Regions from separate parts of the Mus musculus genome. Here region 1 is linked to region 2. A link is a contact called in public Hi-C data. All regions are on one chromosome and are shown on one strand. Each heading gives the region's core, a stretch centred on a gene start, on an enhancer-like site or on the middle of the called end of the contact. The rest is flanking DNA. Distances are from core to core; before and after follow the strand shown.

Evidence for each region. A called contact is a pair of places that touch in the nucleus more often than the background predicts.
Region 1: a Hi-C map of cortical neurons shows a contact between it and region 2, with 2.7 times the contacts expected there. The contact joins the promoter of Tmem74 here to the enhancer-like site in region 2. A contact is called at or near these places in 3 of 484 Hi-C or Micro-C datasets (cortical neurons and nephron progenitors) and 3 of 9 other capture datasets (adipose tissue, liver and pancreatic islet).

Annotation. Positions count from the first base shown.
Region 1 is chr15:43,867,758-43,871,407 of GRCm38.p6, reverse strand. Tmem74 (transmembrane protein 74) reads left to right here and starts at 1,379. Exons shown (of 2, transcript NM_175502.3): 1 at 1,379-1,497; 2 at 3,361-3,650.
Region 2 is chr15:43,802,085-43,805,671 of GRCm38.p6, reverse strand. No RefSeq gene overlaps it. Among named protein-coding and RNA genes, the nearest start is that of Tmem74, 66 kb to the left of the region's middle. Within about 2 kb of position 1,336, at least 18 of the 459 cell types and tissues checked have an H3K27ac peak or open chromatin away from gene starts, as enhancers often do. A contact at or near this core is called in cortical neurons, where this site is marked.

The sequences.
Region 1 (3,650 bases), core at 130-2,629, 66 kb before region 2:
CTGCACCTCCTTATTTAACATCAGCTCAGGATATTTTCACATCTTAGTTGTTCCCTTTTTGGCACCTACACTATGTTTGGGTTCTATTTCCAATCTATAGTCCTGAGAGGGTCCTTCATAAATAAGGTTGGCAAGTGTGTCTTTGAAGGCTGGCTGGAATCAAGAAACAGAGAAAATACATTCTCCGTCATATAGTATAGTGAGCCAGAGAAGAAATAAGAACCAAGAGATTGACTTTTAAAAATGTTTGTGAATAAAAAAAAAGGTATTATCATTTGCTGTGTCACTTTAAGAAGCTAATCTGTCTCTCAAGTGTGACCGCAGCATTTATGTGAGCTACTTGCAAGCAGAAAATGGCATGGATACTGTAATCTTATGTTTCTTGGATGGAATCAATCAATGGTCTCAAAAATCACACCTGGAGATGATCCACAAACACATTATTTCCAAGATGTGCTGCTGAATATTACTTTGAGTAAAGGAGGTGTTAGCTTGTCCTATCTCAAGAGTGGCGGCAATCTTCAATTTTCATTACCAAACCTGATCCCTCTCTTACCCTCTGCTCTCGCCCCCTACCCCCAGTCAGTACAACATAATGCTTAGAACTTACTGAATCAGTGGCATAAGTTTGGGCATTTTGCAGCTCAGATATTCTGTAAAATTGAGGACTTTCACAATACCTCTAAAAATGAATGAATTAAGTAAAATGTGTAGGAAAGGCCCTGTCAATAAAGGATCCCAACTTTTAATTTATTAATACATTCAACAGATCCAAGATATAACAGTAAGTACAGGGGAGAAACTGACACTGTTACTCTCAGTGTTCATATTCTTCCTCTTTTATGGGAAAGGCAACGACTTTGGAATCACACTCCTGGATAAGATTTCAAATGCTACTATTTATTGATCTCCTAACTTTTGTAGGCAGGGAGCCATGAATCTCTCTGAGCCCTCTTCCTCATTTTAAAAAAGAAAATTGATAAAAATCTTCTACTTTGAAAATGTGTTTTGACTATTCAATATGACAAAGTATGCAACTTGCTTGGCACACAGTTGGAAGTAAATGTATTGCTTGGTTCCCTAGTCCTCCAGAATCCTGTGGCTGCACTAGAAGCAGGTGGATGAGAGGATGGTGGGCTGGGGATGTAAGGGAGACACACTCACCTTAGAGAGGCCAGAGCTCGAAGCTCAGGCAGGTAAATGCTTGGATGGAGGAAACTGTTTCCCAGAAGAGCAAAATCCTGGAGATGCTGGACAACGCGAACGAAGAGATGCAAGGACTTCCCCTGAACTACATCTCCCGGGATGCTCAGCAGAGGAAGCACCCCGCCCCGCCCTGCCCCGCCCTGCCCGATTCGGCGGGCACCGCCCACCCAGCATAACCCAGCGGCAAACACAGGCTACAAGTGCTGTGGCTAGAAATAACGGACTTTCTCCGGGTGCCATGCGGACGCGAGTGTTCACAGCTTCAGCTTTACTGAGTGGCCAAAGCAGAAGGTGAGTAGCAGAGAGTGGGGTGGGGAGGAAGCGCGCGGAGTGGAAAGAACCGGAGCTTGGAGATAAAAGGAGCCGGGGAACGCATCCCCATTCCCGCTTGAGGTGCCTGCAGGACCTAAGCGGATGCAGCCAGACTGCAGGTGCCTTGATGGGCCAAGAGTCTGCTGGGAGAAATGATTGATCCCGCAGCCTATTGGGGGCACCCCTGTCCAGTGCTGGCAGCGGGTCCTATAAACCCAGTGCGCTCATCCTGCATCCTGTATCCCACTACCCTACGCGGTCTTCTGCAGACCAGCCTTGTTCCTATCTGTTCTGCCTGTATTTTACTGCCTTTAATTGCACAGCAGACTAGGGAAAACGGTACTCTTGCCTTGGAGGTGCAATCTCATTAAATGGGCTTTTAAACAGAGAGAGGGCTGTGGGGAGGGAAGAAGATACCTTTAGCCGGTCCCCTGGGATTATCCATCCTAAACTGATGCTGGATTACGGATCTGCAAATCGACAGTACAGTTAGCATAGAGCCGATGAGAAAGGAGAGAGAGAGAGAGAGAAAGAGAGAGAGAGAGAGAGAGAGAGAGAGAGAGAATATTCCCGCTCTGTTATAAATTGGAAGTTTCGTGGGGGATCCTGCCAGTTTTATATAAAGGAGTCTAATATGATTAGCTAATTGTGCCAAAGGTTAATCAGAGCGACTCGTGCCTCAGGGATCCATCTGTGATGATTTCGGTAATTGATGAAACCGGTTCCCATTGCTTCCATCATTGAAGGATCCTTCTGTGGGGGCTTGTCCACATGATGAAAGAAAACTCTGATTCGGTTACAGTTTCCTTACTCTTAGCACTGTGTTTTTCTCCTTTTTGTTGTCGCTCTTTTTATAATTTTAGTACACAGGACCGGGTGGGGCAAGCTTGAAGTGCAGCAGGAAGCATGACCATGTCAAGGTTCTTTTCCGTTCTGTGAGTTGCCTGACTGTCTTAGGGAGGCTTGCTTGAACCTCTGTCACCAGCTGCTGGAATTGGGGATTTTGACTCTTACCCTTCCAATCATGGATTAAACAACTCTGGATTGAAATAAAAGCAAAAGGAGTTCTTGACTAAACCTCCTATATTTGATGAGAGTGGGGATGAATTTTTTCCCCCCAGGAAGCTAGCAGAGGCAGGAAAGATGAGCAGATGGCTTACTGTTCAACACAGAATTCTATCTTATCAAGACTCTTGGTAACGTGGAGGTGAGAGAGTGCCATAGATAGTGTTTCAGGGCTAGCCTTGGAAATTGCTTCTCACTCCTCACCCTACTTGTGCTGGGTTTGTAAACACTTCCGGGTGGCTACTTTCTCTTGACTGTTTGTTGGCAAACTGTAGGGAGAAGTAACTCAGTGAGTGGGAACGGCAGACACTCTGGGAGCAAGCGGTTTGTATGTGTGTGAAGTGGACTGGCTCATTGTGTTTTGTAGAAATCACAGTGATGTCGGTAGGATGGCCCTGTGGAAGAGGGAGTGAATTAAGCAGAGTAGTAGTGCGTATGGGTATTTACCACTGAGCCCAGAGCTGTGGAAGTGGGTTACTAACCATTTCAGTAGGTGAATCACTAGTTCTGATCCCTCCTTTAGTCACTGGCTGATTAAGTCATCCTTTTCATTCACTCCATAGCTGCTAAATCAAGATGCTGATGCAACTAGCCCCAGCTGAGAGGAACATGCATTCATTAAAGTTGATCTGTATTAGAATCTGTTCTGAACTGGAGTATAAACATACAGTTTAATTGAATTGGTTAGGAAGTCTGCTCTTGCTCAAGACTTCCAGAAATCCAACAGCTCTGCTCAAAAAGGGCCCTGCCTTTCTTCTCATTTGTGTCTTTCTACAGGAAACTTGCCTTCTCATTTGAGGGATTCTGTCACAGGAATGTGTGAGTCCCTGGATAAATTTGGCTTGGTGATGGCAGTGTGCTCTTCCCAGAGATTCTGCCACTTTCTCCTTGCTCCTTTTCTGCCCTGACCCGAGTTTCTCACTGCTAACCTCAGTGACAAGTCAGAAGATTTGCCCCTTCCATCATCTTCTGTTCCCGGGTTCCCTTTCCCGTGTTTGTAACTCTGATGAGAAACTGAGGCCAAGGTGTCTTCAACCAGCCATGGCTGTAAAGGGAATGAGGACCAG
Region 2 (3,587 bases), core at 87-2,586:
TAATCTTCTAGTTACAGAGTTCAATCTCCTGGCATATAGCCCCTTCTTGAGACAAAATTGGAAAACTCTTCACTGCTAGTCATCTTCAGTATACAAAAGATTCAATTTCAGAGATTCCAAGGGTTTAACAGCCTTATCCATCCTTATTACTGGATAAAGAAAAAAAAACTTTTCTTATTATAAATCACAATGTCACATATGTCAACAAATAAAAACCATTGCCAAATAGTTCAAGAAATGTTTGCGACTAATGCCTAATATATAGAGAACCCAGCACCTACACAGAAAAAGCACAAGCAATTTCTAAGACTCTGTATGGGTGTGTATTGGAAAATCTGTGTCATGAGAGAAGAGCAAGATACTTTTTTAAAGATAATTTAATAATTCATCTAACTTTAAATGTGCATTAGCTAGCTATGCAACCACTTCTATTTTGATGAGAAATGAATGTGAATCTTTTTCAGTCAAATGATCCTCCTATGGAAATTATTTTCCTTGGGATAGCATTTGAATGTTGCACAAGTGGAAAGAGAAACTAAGTAGCAAGTACAAGTATGAAATACTGATTTTAGTGGTCATAAATAAAGTTTAATGGGAAGATAGACACTTGTTTGTGCATTACCTATGGGTACCTCTGCCCTTCAAAGAATTGAATGGCTGCAATATGGGTTATGGCAACTCTCAAGCCTAAATTTTGGGTCTATGGTCCTTTATAGAAAATTTTTGCTGAAACTGGGGTTCCTCATTGCTCAGTCTTCTTGGGGATATGTGAAGAATTGAGTTGTTTGCCCCTCCAACTGTAATATAACTGACCTGGAGGATGGCTTGTTCTGAAATAGCATGTTTTAAGTGGCATCAAATAGCACATTGTATTAAGCATATCTTTTAATCATTTTGCTCCCAAATTTGACTGTTATTGCTTGAAATTACTCTTGTTTTATTCTGCTTATTTGAAGTAGGGTAAAATTCTGACCTCTTCTTCAAAGATAGTCAAATGATGCAGACAGAAATTACTTGATGGATCTGAAGTGAGATTAGATTAACTCCAACCCCCCCACTCCCACCCCACAGAATCTGCTGGCCAGCATGTTCTTGCAAATGATGCTTTAATCCCTATATAATGATTTCACGTGCAAAATAAGAGAAATGCTGAGTTCTTCCAGGATGTAGGTGTGCCAAGCATTAGGCACCTTCTTTTATTCCCTGGCTGAATACCTTGGTTGGCATTTTCTAAATCTCTGGATAAAAGCTTTCTAAATAAAGGCTCCCAAGTAGGTTGTGTTCACATGTTCCCCAGCATTTGCAGACTTCTCCCCCTTAGGAAGTTGCTCCCAGAGTAACACTGGAGGGTGGTGGAGGGCTCTGGAGGTAGGAGAGATAGAATAAGCCTCAGAGGAAATTATAATTCTGTGCAAAAATAAACTAAGCGGTTGGAGCTTATTGACATTATGGATTGATTTTTTTAATTACCAGATAGATAAAGCTCTTGAGAAGAATGTGTTTTTAGTTTCAGTACTGTAGGCGCCAAGAAAAGCTAAAATACGCCAAAGCACAGGCAAACGTGCCAGGTGACTTTACAAAGCTATAAAAATAAAAAAATCTGTGTATTTTTGCCTTTCTCTTATTTCTACAAGCATACCAGCAGGATAAGATATGATAACTGGAGATTTGTGTTTGACAAACCTTCTAGAATCTTGCATTTGTTTTTCATGGGTGCTACTTTTCCTGATCAATAAAATTGTTTTCCATTTTTCATTTAATTTTTGGTAAGGCCTTTTGTTGTTATATGACAGCATTTTCTATGGATTCTTTTAGATCAAAGGAGCAGATTACTCAAACAAAGAATAAAACTAAACAAATTCCATGACAATACTGCCAGGATTCTCTTTTGAGGGAGAAAAAAGACATAAATTATGTTCCACTTTACAACCAACTGTTCAATTTATTCATGTACAGTAAACAACATAAAGTCATTTTCATTCTTTTCAACTGAGAATACCAACCCTTGAATTAATGGAGACTTAACGCATGAAAGCAGATATGGATGATTTAACACTTGCTGCTGAAAGTGTGCTCATTATGTTCTTGCCGATCTGTTTCAAGGCTGTTGCTATGCATGAAACCATCGACTACATAAAGCAACAAGGAGGGAGGAAATGCCGACTGTGCTGCTAGCAGACATGGTCTGCAAATTGTTTTCAGTTACAGCATCTCTATTGATTTATAGCTTTGCTGATTGAAATGTCACACTGGGTCATTCATAATAATAGTGATTCATGCTTGTGCTGATGTGTTCTGGTTCCTAGTCTACTTCTACTTAATTCTATGGCACTGTTTTCTTTTTCTAGTTGAAAACACAGTTTCTCAGAGAGGCAGGCTTTCATAGGTGGAAGGTAACAAAGAAAGGATGAGCAATTTCTACTGCATGTGCTAACTTAGGAAAATAGGTAACTTATGTGACACTATAGGATGAGGAGTAAAAATAAGTTTACAAGAATAAGAAACAGAGTCAGACAGCTACAAAGAGTACAACTTCTTTCCTTAATGCTTGCGTTTTGAAATCTAATGCAGCTAAAGTGATACAGTGGTTTCTCACATAAAAGGAGAAGATAAAAGCCAGAGCTAATGTGGTTACAGTTAGTTTGGCACTGTGAATAGATTTATTTCTTCAAATCAGTGTTCCAAGCAGAGTGTGCATACATAGATCATAAACTTCTAGAAGAGCAAAAAGGTTTAAAATGAAAAGTACTTTTACCAGGCAGTGGTGGCACACACCTTTAATCCCAGCACTTGGGAGGCAAAGACAGGTGGATTTCTTTTCTTTTCTTTTTTTTTTATTAGGTATTTTCCTCATTTACATTTTCAATGCTATCCCAAAGGTCCCCATACCCACCCCCCCAATCCCCTACCCACCCACTGCCCCTTTTTGGCCCTGGCGTTCCCCTGTACTGGGGCATATAAAGTTTGCAAGTCCAATGGGCCTCTCTTTTCAGTGATGACCGACTAGGCCATCTTTTGATACATATGCAGCTAAAGACAAGAGCTCCCGGGTACTGGTTAGTTCATATTTTTGTTCCACCTATAGGGTTGCAGTTCCCTTTAGCTCCTTGGGTAATTTCTCTAGCTCCTCCATTAGGGGCCGTGTGACCCATCCAATAGCTGACTGTGATCATCCACTTCTGTGTTTGCTAGGCCCCGGCATAGTCTCACAAGAGAGAGCTATATCTGGGTCCTTTCAGCAAAATCTTGCTAGTGTATGCAATGGTGTCAGCATTTGGAAGCTGATTATGGGATGGATCCCTGCATATGGCAATCACTAGATGGTCCATCCTTTCGTCACAGCTCCAAATTTTGTCTCTGTAACTCCTTCTAGGTGGATTTCTGAGTTCGAGGCCAGCCCGATCTACAGAGTGAGTTCCAGGGCTACACAGAGAAACCCTGTCTCAAAAAAAAAACAAAAAAAAACAAAAAAAAAACAAAAAAAAAAAGAGAAAGAAAGAAAGAAAGAAAGAAAGAAAGAAAGAGAAAGAAAGAAAGAGAGAGAGAGAGAGAGAGAGAGAGAGAGAGAAAGAAAGAAAGAAAGAGGG